Linked DNA regions of Zea mays: all the other regions are linked to region 2. The links are chromatin contacts, called in public Hi-C maps. All regions are on one chromosome and are shown on one strand. Each heading gives the region's core, a stretch centred on a gene start, on an enhancer-like site or on the middle of the called end of the contact. The rest is flanking DNA. Distances are from core to core; before and after follow the strand shown. Region 1 holds the start of LOC103653329 (protein FAR1-RELATED SEQUENCE 5). Region 2 holds the start of LOC103653323 (dentin sialophosphoprotein-related). Region 3 has its middle 190 kb from the start of LOC111591353.

Region 1 (4,544 bases), core at 137-2,636, 270 kb after region 2:
AGCTTATAGGAAATGCAGTGGCTTCCAGAGCTATCTTCAACTTCTTCTTTTGTTCAACAATCTTCAGCCTGATTTTTTGGATCAGAATCTAGCTTCTTATTAGCACCAAAGTGGGTGGTTGTGACTCGTAATCATAGCTGAGCATTCTTGTTTTTAATCCCTCTGTTCCCATTTAATCCTCTTTTAGCAGACCTATATTCATTTGTTTTCCTTAAGTTCTTGTATAGTCGTAGTATACAGTGAGAGTAAGAGAGAAATTGTCCTTTCTTTTTTTAAAAGGCTAATCTTTAATATAATAAATTAGAAGACCGGCTTTTGTTGTGTTTCCAGTTTTAAGAGAACAATACTAAACTTGACAGATAATGGAATATGAATCTGCATGGCTGCATGTCATGTTTCCACTTTGCTTTGAAATTTGATTTACATGCTCCTGAGTAGCTTTGGACCTTAATAGTATCACATATTGCATTGCTGTGATTTATGTGTTGAGAATAGCAAACATGACGGTGAGCTGACTTCTTGTATAACTTGCTAAGCCATCTTGATCATTTTTTACTTGATCTGTGGTTCCATCACTTGAAGTGCTGATGCTTCCAAGTTTATCTTCTTGTAACTATAGGTTACCTTTTTCTGTTTTCTTATAATCTGTAGGCTTAACTCTGTAGGCTCCCATGTTTTTCAGGGAATCGATGTGATGGACTATTCCTTGCTTGTGGGAGTCGACGAGGAGAAACATGAACTGGTCTTAGGAATTATTGATTTTATGAGGCAGTATACATGGGACAAGCACCTTGAAACATGGGTAAAATCTTCTGGCATTCTAGGTGGGCCGAAGAACGCTTCTCCAACTGTCATTTCACCTATGCAATATAAGAAGCGGTTCAGGAAAGCCATGTCTGCTTATTTTATTGTCATTCCTGAGCAATGGATGCCTGCAATAATCAATCCAAGCAAATCATCATCAAATATTTGCCAAGAAGATTCTCAAAATGGGTCTCAAGAGTGATATGATGTTCGATAAGTCCGGTTTTTTGTCCTGTCCTGTCGTGAAAAGTTCTGAACTGCTAGTCTGGCGCAATGCCTTGGCTGCTACTGTTGCGTCAAAGTGATATTCTGGCTGACCGCATTCTCTTGTGCTAATTGGCACAGGTCCGATTGCATCATTGAGTCCCTCAAGCATCGGATGTGTATATTCCCAAAGATGTAATTATGCCCTAGTCGTAGTTTTCCCCCCTTCAATAAATCAGTTCCATAGTATCATCACTTGTGTCGTCGTCGCTTAATTTTTGTTGTATGTATAGAACTAGCAGGACGCTTGTTTTTGTGGTCGTTTTGTATATTATTAAATCTTCCATTTTGGGGGGGTGGGGGGGGGGGGGGGGGGAACCAGATCCGCTGCCTTACGGCAGCCTGCCGTGCGCTCGTCGATCTTCAAACCAACGGTGATCTGCTGTCCTCTCCCTCAGTAGTGTATGGAGCGGCCCAACAGAGTAATTCTGGCCCACTTCTTTTCTTCGTTTCTTATTTCTTTCATCTAGCAACACAGCGCAACGGAGGGAAAACCGTGGGAGGAAAAAACAGCGGGAAAGGCTGCCTGTTTTGGTGCCAGATACAGAGAGACAGTGACAAAAGGAACCAACGGACAGGGCAAAAAGCACCAAATACAGAGAGACAGCGACGAAGGGAACCAACTAACGGACAAGGCAAAAAGTTGAGAAGCAAAGATGGAGGAAGATGCGGCCAACGGATCAAACATGTGAGATGCACCACTTTATTTTTATTCCTAATATCATGGTCCATTTGTTCCTTTCTTTTAAATTTTAGTTGTCTTTTTTAGGGAGAATGTGTTGCCCTGTTTGATTCCTCGTATTGGAATGAAATTCAGAAATCCAGATGAGGGCTGGAGATTTTGGTTAGCGTATAGTGGTCAAAAAGGTTTTGATGTTAGAAAAAGATACTCAAATACAAGTAAGATTGATGGAAACGTCACGTCATGTAGATTTGTTTGTGCTAATCAAGGTCATCGAGGGAAAGATAAAAAGGGGTATGAAGTAAAGTGTCATCGAGCTGAAACTAGAACAGATTGTGAAGTGCGTATGGGACTTGTAAAAGATAAAGAGTTTGGTGGATACAAAGTTTATGATTTGAATTTAGAACACAACCATAACCTTCACTTGCCAGAAACATTCCACTTGATGGTGTCACAAAGGAAAATTTCAGATTTGCAAGCTTTTGAAATTGAAACAGCTGATGACTCGGGAATAGGACCAAAAGCATCACATGAATTAGCATGTCGCCAAGTGGGTGGGCCGCTTAATTTGAGTTACACCATTCGTGACCATAAAAACTATTTGCGTGGCAAGCGACAACGAGAGATGGTATATGGTCAAGCTGGAAGCATGCTCAAATATTTCCAGGATAAAATGGCAGAGAATCCGGCGTTCCAATATGCGACACAAATGGATGCTGAAGAGAAGATTGCAAATATATTTTGGGCTGATGCTAGAATGATTGCCGATTATATACACTTTGGTGACATTGTTTCGTTTGACACTACTTTTGGGACGAATAGAGAGAGCCGGCCTTTCGGTGTCTTTGTTGGATTCAATCAGTTTAGACAAACTATAGTTTTTGGTGCTGCTCTAATGTATGATGAAACATTTGAGTCTTTCAAATGGCTCTTTGAGACTTTTCTACAAGCACATAGTGGAAAGCAACCCAAAACAATCTACACAGACCAAGATTATGCAATGGGAAAGGCGATTGAGCAAGTGTTTCAAGAGACATGGCATGGATTGTGCAGCTTTCACATAATGCAGAATGCTATAAAACATTTGCCTCTTCGTCAAAAGGAAAAAGGCTTAAATGTTCTTGCTGATTTTAGTGCATGCATGTTTGAGTATGAGGACAAGGAAAAATTTGAAAGAGAATTTGCCATCTTGAGGACAAAGGTAGAAAAGCAATCTTGGTTAGATAGCATTTACAAGTTAAAAGAAAAATGGGCTGAATGTTATATGAAACATGTTTGCACATTGGGCATGCGAAGCACGCAATTAAGTGAGAGCCTAAACAATGATTTGAAAATTCATTTCAAATCAGATTTTGACATTATTCGCTTTCTTAAACATTTTGAAAGGGTGGTGCAAGGAAAAAGAAACAATGAGCTAAACTCAGAATTTGAATCAAGGAAAAAAATACCAAGGGTCATAATAAAGATACCTATGTTGTTGCAGGCAAGTAAATCATACACACCTATTGTGTTTGAAGCTTTTCAAGGTCAATATGAAAGGTCCATGACAGCATGTGCTAAGGTATTGGATGGAAACAATGAATACCTTGTTGCAACCGGGAGCCTCGGTGAAGATGTAGTCCTTGACGAGGAGTACATAGTAATCGGTAATCCTTTGGACCAAACAGTAATATGTAGTTGCAACTTATTTAATAGAATTGGTATAATATGTGCTCATGCTTTGAAAGTTCTTGATTTAATGAATATTAAGTCATTGCCTACACAATATATATTGAAACGGTGGACACGACAAGCACGAAGTGGCACTGTACAGGACAAGAATGGTAGAATTGTAATTGAGAATCCAAAGTTTGATGCAATGCGCCGTTACAGATATTTTTCTCAAAAACTTCTCAATTTGGCACATCGAGCAGCCTACTATCCAGAGTGCACCTCACTGATGGACAACACGATTGATCTTCTTGGTCAACAGATTGAAGACAAAATTAATATATGCAGTGGTCCTTCTAATGCTGAAAAGAATGCAACTCAGGTTGATATTGTTGTACCAAATGATACATTGAGTAATGCACAATTAAAGAAAAAAGAGGTCCGCATAAGAAGTTCAAAGAGAAAAAAATTTGGGTGGGAAGGAAAGCACAAGGGGAGGAAAAAAGGGCAAAGCAAAAATATATTGCATGTACAAGCACCGAAGGTATATCAAAATTCTGAACAAGTGAGTTCCATGTATATCTGATTTTTTAGCATGTCATTCAGTATTTTAGTTCCATGTATATCTGATTTTTTTTTATAATTTGTTTCTTGCAAGGCACAAGAGGTAAAGGAAACAAGCAATCCAGCAAGTATTGACATTCAGTTCCATAAAGAATATAACACCATCAATTCTTTCACTCAACTGTTGACTGGAGCAAGCAGTGATGATCTAAAAACTGAAAATTTCTTTGAGCTGTGAAGCAAGTCAATGCTATTTTGTAGTTTATTGTTGTATCTTGTTATTGCTAACTGCAAGGTAGATGGAGTGTTCAGTGAAAACAATATCAAGTGGATCAATACTTGTATTCACTTTCTTTCATATCCAGTTTAAACAATCTCAATCGCTATGAAATTTTACTCTCTGCACTCTGTTTTATTGGCGCTGTGCTGATGGTGGTGTAGCCTACGGGAGCCACAGGACTGGAGAAAGAAATAAGGAAAAAGTGGGCTGAATTGGTTCTGTTAGGCTGCTCCATACGGTAAAGGAGAGGGCAGCAGATCACCGTTGGTTTGAAGATCGACGAGCGCACGGCAGGCTGCC
Region 2 (4,413 bases), core at 722-3,221:
GTATAAATGCTAAGTATTCAAAGCACCATCAATTTTTATCTAGCTACTCCTATAAAAGAAAAACAGCTGCTGTGGGCAGCAAGTTAAAAAATGGCTTGAAATAAAGCTTGAGCTGGGCCAAACAGAACTAAAGAGGGAGCTGATGAAATGCCAGTTTAGTAAGAAAAGTAGTAGGTAAATCTTTCATTCTAATCAGAAACTGTGAATGTGGGCGCAAATGTGCACCCAAAGTTTCTGAATAGAACTTGCTGCAAATTTTGTTTGATGCCATTTGAGACTATTAAGGTGCCGTTCGGTTTTCACGGAACGGAGGCCTGGAACAATTCCTAGCTGGATTTCTTCTCTAAGTTATATAAGTTTTGATTAGCTGGAACGATTCCGAGTCCATTCCTGGACAAACGAACGAACCCTAAGGGATCTGGCAACTAGATTGCAGGTAAAATTACTCTAGAATGTGTCATTGTAAAGTTCTTGCGCCAAAAGGCTATTATGATTCATTCGGTAAGCTAATTAATTCGTAATTCATGTAAACTAGTTTGGTAGATTCGATATGCGCACCCCGTAACCAAAAAAAATTCTGAGAAGGCCACTCAGGACACACTGGGTGTGTTTGGTTACAATGACAGGACGGGACGGGATGAGATGATCCCTTAAATAAGATTGTTTGGTTTAGGGTCCAGGGTTGGAACAAGACTATCTCAATGTTGTCCTCAGTTGTCCCTCAAAATTGGAGGGGCGAGAGAGGACGACAGGGGACGTCCATGTCATGTCTGTCCCGCAACCAAACGCACCCTAAAAAAGTTGTACAGGACGGCTCACTCTCCCTCTAAGTCCTGAACTAATTGAAAGGGGGTCAGTTAATGAAACCTAATTAAAAGGGGCTTGCCAAGGAGGAGATAAATCCTTTTGATCAAACAATCAACAAAAATAGATAAATAAATGCAAAGGAGAGTGGAAATAAAATTTCTAGTTATAGTGTCCAATTAAATCATAATGCATTACAACAGCAACATCTTCAAGAAAACAGAAACCATAATATCCAAATTGAGTTAATGCATTCACTAATGCTAATATGTTTACTGCAGAAGTTAATTGGAATATGAAAGTTATAAGCATATGAAAGTCCAAATTTTACTAGCTGTGGTTAATGTACCATGTCTCCAGCCTCATTAGAATGCCTTAATTTGTACTGGGCTTGCCTCATAACTCAAAACCCTAGCAGAGAGTATGTCTTTCATGGCTCATTGAATTCTGAGCAAATCAAAATTTCTAAATATGTTCTACTATTCATACAGATCCGTTGGCAACAAACATTTCTCAAACTACTTGGTATTTCTTAGGAACCAACACTGCATAGTAACTAAAAAGAACATGCAAAGGAATTACGCAAACAGTTCTATTAGAAGTTCTCCAGGAGCATAACATCCTCTTCTTTCTCGAATGCCTTGGCTAAGCTTTGCTAGAAAGAAGAGCTCACATATCCTAAGAAACAAGAATCAAATCCACAGATTCTTAGCGTTAAATAATGTAGGAAGGAAGCTCACGGATCCGTCCAGTCCAAGCGAGCCGAGCAAGCACCGGTAGGCCGCGCTGTTACGGAAGGCGATGCCACCGCTTCCACCGCCTTCAGCTTCCTCCCCGCGCCTGGGACACCCGCAGTAGGCGCAGAGTGCAGACTGCGCACCGCGCAGGAGCCCTCCCGCGGACCCGCAGCCCACACATCGGAACTCCGCCGAGACAGAGGCGGCGCCCGAGTCGAAGGCTGCGACGGCGTCGGAGACAGAGGGGAAGGGAGGGGCGGGTGCATCTTCTACAGAAGGGGCGAAGATGGCCTCGCGGAGCGAGGACTGTAGGCGGTGTATGACAGCGGTGGGGATGTCCATCGACGGGGAGTGTGATGGGAATTCAGATCCAGGTCCCTGACTGTGTTGGTCAGTTGGGTTCGTTGGCGCTTCGCCCTCGGTTCTCTTCACCGCCTGACAGGTTTGCTCATTTGCATCGTGCCATGAGCCCATGAGCCCATGATGGCCCACAACAGTGAACGTGTGGCCTTAACATTACTTACTGGCATATAGGATAAATGAGCCCATGATGGCCCACAACAGTGAACGTGTGGCCTTAACATTACTTACTGGCATATAGGATACAGCTCGTGCTAAGATCCTGGGGAGGAGCGAAAAAGGGACAACAGCGGCGGCGATAGAAAAGAAGAGAAGAGGTTGATGGCGACAATGGCAGTGACACGAGTGAAGAGGAGAGGGGACAGCGAGGACACAAGAACAGGGGAAGGGAGCGAGAACAGGGGAAGGGAGCGAGAGCAGAGAAAGGGAGGATTTGAGTAGGCGAGAGGGGTTATCTAGCGATTTGAACAGTTGATTTTGACGATGTGTTAAGTATGGGTGCAATTTGTTTGGTTGATTTAGTGGAGGTTATGTGAGTGGGGTGATTTGGTTATATGGTTTTTGTAAAGTTTAAACTGGTAAATTATATATTGGTATAGATTAGTATAATATTATAATATAAATTTTGTGATGTGCCTAATAAACTAGTGTGGTGGACCATCCCACAAAAAATACCCATAAAAATAAATTTAATATCAAAGTGAACATATGATCCACATATCAGATATTAAAATAATAATAACAAATATTACACATTATCTTAGTCAAAAGGCTGAGAAACGTATGGGTTAAAAAGGAGCTCGACCCCTTTCTTATAGCTCGCTCGGTCGATCGTCCTCTTTCAGATAGTAAGGTGGTACTATATGAGAGCTATCAAGGAAAACGTCTCCGGACCCCTGAGGTCCACCCATCAGAGAGAGCATTGGGGAAAGGTCTCCAGATTAGCGAGGCCCACCAATCAGCAGGAGGGTAAGGGAACCGTCTACCCTAGAAGCACTTGCCCCCGGATAAACCTCAAGACATCGAGCCCGGGTCGGGCAAGGCGGAGCTAAAGAGGGGGGTCAGGCGAACCGAGAGGAAGCCACTCGAGTGGATTCCTCATCTGGCTCGAGACTGACCCGCCATAAATGATCGACCTTATTAACTACGTCTGACACCAAGCCACAGTAGGAGAGTCGGTCTGCCTCTCACTCATGACCTACGAGCTCTGCATCCTACAAAACACTTATGACCTATGATCCCCTCGTCATGCGGCGCACTCATTACCTATTAAGCCTAGGCCTGAGTGCACAAGCCATCTACAGGACCCACAACACGACGAGCCACGCCGAGGCCTAGGCTATAAAGGCCAGAGGTTGGTGTAACGATGGCGTCGGGGCTCCACGCCGCCCACCATTAAGGATACAGCCAGAGAAGCCTAAATGACAAGGGCGCAAGACGAAAAGCACGATTTACTAGGGTAGAATGTCTCGTTTTACCCCGGCTCGGCAGCTCCTTCTAAGAGAAGGAGCCGATAATCAACCCATGCCTTGGTCTATAAAAGGGGAAGGTCGGAGATGGAGGAACGGACACAGGCAACACACAAGAAGAACAAACGAACCAGAGGACCACAGAGGCCAGAGCGAACAACTGTGATGTCCAAGGCTTAGTAGAGAGCTCTAGTCCTGTAGTTCTTAGGTCTAGCCACACATAAGAGACTTCAGAGCTCTTCTTCCCTCTCTCGCCCACTTGTAACCCCTACTACGAGTATTGAGCAACAAAGGTGTCCGCGCCGTCCCCATAATAAAAATGAGACATACAAACGACCCTAGGCCCACGACCACGTGCGGCCTTACCTCGGGTAGAACGCTTGGTTTTACCCTTTCCATGTGGCTCCTTCCTGTGGAAGCCACCACTGGTCGACCCCTCTAACGGCCTATAAAAGGGAGGGGTTGGCCCCCAGGCAAGGAGGTTGGACGAAGTTGAGTTATTTCGGATACACGCCCAGAAGGATGGACCCCAGATGAATCGATGAACAAGAGGAGGAGCACCAACGAGGACGCAGACCAAGACTTAGCTAGGACTCCACTTTGTAGCTTTTAGCTCCACTTCCACCCTGAAAGTCGCCTAGAGGGGGTGGATAGGGGAAACCAGAAAATTATAACTTTACACCCCAACTAGATCCCTTGATTAGTGGTTAGAACAAGATTCAAAATTATTGGAGTATAAAACTAAGTCCTTTGGTTGCAATGAGTACTGTATTCAAAGAGTGTGGAAGTTAATCAATAACAATACTACTAGAAATGTTGGTGGAGAATAATGCAAGAGGGCTTAGATAAGAAGAGTAACACAAGTTCTTTTTTGCAAGGAGTTGCTTCTCTAAATGTGGTTTTAACTTGAAGCAACACAAAAAGATATTAGCAAAGAGTAGTGCAAGAGAACTTAGAGAGGGAGAGAATAAACAAATCACAAGCAATAAACACAAGGGACACGGGTGATTTGTTTTACCGAGGTTCGGCCCTGGAAGGCCTAG
Region 3 (4,263 bases), core at 246-2,745, 280 kb before region 2:
AGCCTCTTCATCCATCCACCTAGTCTTCTATGTATCTCTATTGAAGAAAGCAATCGGTCCAGATGTTCCTGTAAGTTCTACCTTACCTCCATTGTCTGAATCCTTGCAGAAACCATAGATGGTGTTGCAGCGACGCACAATCCACACACCAAAAGGGGAGGTCACTCAGCTGCTCATCAAATGGGCATCTTGGCCAGAGGAGCTCGCGACATGGGAGGACGAGCCAACCTTCATCACCAGGTTCCTAAACACGTGGCTTGTGGACAAGCCATCTCTCAATGAGAGGGGGATGTCACAGCGCTAGAGGAGTCCAATGTAACAACCAGGCCATGAAGGATGATTAAGCCCAATACCAAGGTGAATGGGCCAGAATGGACCAAATAACGTGCCCTTTTCTTTTTTTGGTAAAGTGGCATGTAAATAAGAGATGAGAGGGGAGTTTTGAGAGAGGAGGTAGAGAACGAACTAGAAACCTGAACCCGACTGCGTCCGGCTGTTGGCGGCTTCGCCGTCTATAAGAACTCCAAAACCCCATATTCATCCAATGCTTACGTGAGAAGAAACGAGTGTTGGGAGCGGTGCTCACCTTTGCCATATCATCGGTGTCCTCACAAAGACACAAATCTAGCTACTAAATGACTCAACAAGTGACATTCTTGTGTGAAAACAGAGAGTCAAACTCAAGACCTGTAAGTCCCATCTAAGCAAATTGGTATTTGCGGTGGAGGAAGAAGGATCGATGACATGCATTCTGTGACCCCTTCCCAATTCATGGTCATTGAGTCAACCTATTTGCCTCCAACCCATATGCCTGAAGGTTGTGTGCACTGTGTCATTTTAGGTTCAGTTTCAGCTTGTTTTGCCATTAGAATTAATTTGTTGTAGGTTCCTACATTGCAGGTGACACTGAATTCGTAATTTTTAGTTTATGTCATATAGTAACTCTTCATGATAAAAATGTCTATTTAATATTTGGTTATTTCTTCATCTCACAAATTATGTTGGAGTCCATAAGCAGCCCGCTTTTAGCTTGCTAACAATGAGCGGTCCGCTTCTATTATCTCTTCATCTCTTTCTTCCATACCACTGTAAATTAGACATGACATCTTTTACATCTCACATACATCACCTTATTATACTTGTTCTGGGTTGTAGTCTGTATACCTAAAGTAATCTGACTCAAATCCGAAAGAAATTTAGCCGATTAACGACTGCTCACTCCCAAGAAATAATGAGTACATAGAATACAACCCCTAGGAAAACAAAGACAAAATAACTAAAAAATGAAGAAAAAAATGCATATGCGACGAGCCGCACTCGACAATCCAGATCTCTCGTTCGAAGTGGGCCTGGCTTTTCTAGGTAATTGGTGCGCACGGGCTCTGGAAGCAAACAAGCATGGGCTTGCAGGCTGGCAGCACAGCTGCACAGGCCTCTCCCAACTCCCAGCTAACGAGCCAATGGGTGCATGTGTATCATTGTTCTGTGGCTTCTGATTTCAATTCTCTCAAATGTTTTTTTGGGCCCTAGAACACTTGAGGACTGACTGAGGTGCCAACGCAGACAGTAACAGCTCAATTTCAGAGCATCAATGATTGGCGCCAAAATATATATCCACGGCAAGTACAAAAAGGATTCCAGGCTATCGAACGAGCTAGACTAGCAGTGCATCATCTATACATGCATGGGATGGAAATCACTGAACTGCTAATCTCACGAAGCAAACAAAATAAATAAATGAATGCCCGAAAGGCCCACCCACCCTTGCCAAGCTCACTTTCTTGTGGTGGATCATCTCGTCACTTGGCATCTCATGCACGATATATATACGATGGATCTGGTTCTGTGGCTGGAGAGAGTGGTGGATATATGTGACTGGCCAACCTGTCACTCATGTCTCGCCAGTGCTCCCAACGTCATCAAGCAACGAACTCAGGCCGTCTCTCGTCTGCGGAGAAGATGCCGCTGTACCGGTGAAAGTTGCTTTGGCCTGATGGTTAGGTACTTAATTACGTAAACCTTATCCCGGCCGGATTTGTTGTCTCCTATATATATACGACTTCTGCAGTTCTTTGATGTTGGGAAATGGATGCTTTAGAATTAAACTGGTCGAAGCTTAGGGATGTAACGGGTCGTTATGCTAGACGAAAAAGCCTATCTAATATTCACAGTTTGGTTTGGACCTATTCTTTTACATATAGCACATATGGTAAAAGTTACATTATAATAGAAATTATATTCTTATACATAACTTAAAGAGTCATCATTGTACGTTTCAAAAACAGAGTTGAAAGTGTTGATCTTATTTAGGGCTGTCTTCAGCAACGTCCCCTAAATTTCGTCCGCTAAAAGAATATTCTCTGTACTTTACAGAACACTCTAAAAGATTTTGTCCTCTATATTATCTCAGTCTCCAACAACGTTCCCTAAATTCGGTTCTCTAAAGCTACAGGGTTAACATACTTCATTTTGTCCATTTATTTGGTTTATAATTCATTTCTTTTCATTACACGCTAATTGAAATAAAACATGCACGGCAATAGTTTTTTAAAATTTATTAACAATTTTTGTTATCCGGACTTAAACATGTGTAGCATAATTTCTTCTCATTGTTTTTTATATTGCGGGAGATGGTGCTCGGATGATGTCGGAGATGTCCTTTGCATGTTCGTCCCGAGGTCCTTTGAATGGAAAGCATGTTCAGACCTGCGGCAGCACAGCAGCGCCACCGCCATCCACGGGAACAGTATATAGCGGGCGCTTGTATACCCGGCAAATGTAGCGGCTGAGGAAGAGTCGCTAAATTTTAGCGGACAGTATAGCGCACCTTGCTGGACGCTTACCGGACGTTTGTGTCTGCTATATTTGGTGGACAGGAGGCTTTACCGACCCTTGTTGGAGAGAGTCTAATATGGTATTGGGAGTTCAAAAGTTGCATGTTTAAACTATGTTATTTGCTTTAGTTTTCGAAACTGAAGTTTTATAGCAAGACCTAAAAGAAGGAACCTATTGAATTAGATTCAACTCCACTTGTTTTTGTCTTGTAGCCTAGCTCTACCTTTATAAACCAGACTTGTCGAAAATTAATTGTTCGACAGTATTTACATGGGATAGGTCATGTGATCGAAAGTTGAAGGTAATGGCACAAGAGATATGAAAAATTATACATGTTTCGGCTGGCGATGTGATATAATATTGTACGTCCTATTTATGACTTTGCTAGTGTCTACTGCAATGTGAGATGATCTTGCCCTCATGGGGATCCTCCGTCCCTCCATTTATATACCAAGGAGGGTCAATGGTTATAGGATAGGCATGAGTCGGTTATTGAGAGCACCTAGAGGGGGGTGAATAGGTGATCCTGTAAAATTCAACACTAATAGCCACAAAACTTAGTTATGAAAGTTAGAACGGCTAAGTAGCTTGAAGCGAGTTCTTGTGAACGCAGACAATCAAAGAGAAAGCACACAAGAGACACGCGATTTTTATCTCGTGGTTCGGCCAAGTAATACTTGCCTACTTCCACGTTGTGGCGTCCCAATGGACGAGGGTTGCACTCAACCCCTTTCAAGTGATCTGATGATCAACTTGAATACCACGGTTTTTCCTTTCTTACTCTTTCTCCCGTTTGCGAGGAATCTCCACAACTTGGAGCCTCTCGCCCTTACAATGATGATCACAAAAGAAGCACAGAAGTAAGGTAGGGAAGAGCTACGCACACAAGACACAAATCGCAACACAACTACGCACACAAGTCACAACTCGATCTCAAAACACAATGCACGGTGTTCACAACACAAATGGAGCTCAAGTCACTATCTCAAAGAATCGAATGCGTGAAGTTAGAGTCTTGAAGTCTTAGAATGTTTCTTGTAAGCTTGTGTAGCTCTTCCATGCGCCTAGGGGTCCCTTTTATAGCCCCAAGGCAGCTAGGAGTCGTTGGAGACCAACAAGGAAGGCCATCCTTGCCTTCTGTCGAGTGGCGCACCGGACAGTCCGGTGCGCCACCGGACAGTCACTGTAGACGGTCCGGTGCCGATCTCCTTCCTTTTCTAGCGCATATGACCGTTGCAGCCCTAGGTCAGTTGGCGCAACAGATAGTCCGGTGCCCCCTGCCGACCGTTGGCGCGGGCCACGCGTCGCCCGCGGATTGCGTGACCGACCGTTGCGCTGGCGACCGTTGGCTCACCGGACAGTCCGGTGAATTATAGTCGTACGCCGCCAAACTTTTCCCGAGAGCGGCCTGTTCACCGGAGTTCAGCC

Evidence for each region. A called contact is a pair of places that touch in the nucleus more often than the background predicts.
Region 1: a Hi-C map of leaf shows a contact between it and region 2, with 5 times the contacts expected there. The contact joins the promoter of LOC103653329 here to the promoter of LOC103653323 in region 2. A contact is called at or near these places in 5 of 25 Hi-C or Micro-C datasets (ear and leaf) and 1 of 3 datasets of contacts at active chromatin or transcription factors (seedling).
Region 3: a contact with region 2 is called in a Hi-C map of ear, with 5 times the contacts expected there. The contact joins the enhancer-like site here to the promoter of LOC103653323 in region 2. A contact is called at or near these places in 2 of 25 Hi-C or Micro-C datasets (ear and tassel).

Annotation. Positions count from the first base shown.
Region 1 is chr4:65,339,105-65,343,648 of Zm-B73-REFERENCE-NAM-5.0, forward strand. LOC103653329 (protein FAR1-RELATED SEQUENCE 5) reads left to right here and starts at 1,387. Exons shown (of 3, transcript XM_020552550.1): 1 at 1,387-1,756; 2 at 1,838-3,965; 3 at 4,059-4,339. The coding sequence starts at 1,725. The coding sequence ends at 4,202. LOC103653328 (1-phosphatidylinositol-3-phosphate 5-kinase FAB1B) reads left to right here. Exons shown (of 11, transcript XM_008680260.3): 11 at 683-1,342. The coding sequence ends at 1,006.
Region 2 is chr4:65,073,238-65,077,650 of Zm-B73-REFERENCE-NAM-5.0, forward strand. It overlaps LOC103653323 (dentin sialophosphoprotein-related), which reads right to left and starts at 1,972. Exons shown (of 4, transcript XM_008680258.3): 1 at 1,545-1,972. The coding sequence starts at 1,883. It also overlaps the pseudogene LOC111591466.
Region 3 is chr4:64,792,701-64,796,963 of Zm-B73-REFERENCE-NAM-5.0, forward strand. No RefSeq gene overlaps it. Among protein-coding and RNA genes, the nearest start is that of LOC111591353, 190 kb to the right of the region's middle. Within about 2 kb of position 1,496, at least 14 of the 20 cell types and tissues checked have an H3K27ac peak or open chromatin away from gene starts, as enhancers often do. A contact at or near this core is called in ear and tassel, where this site is marked.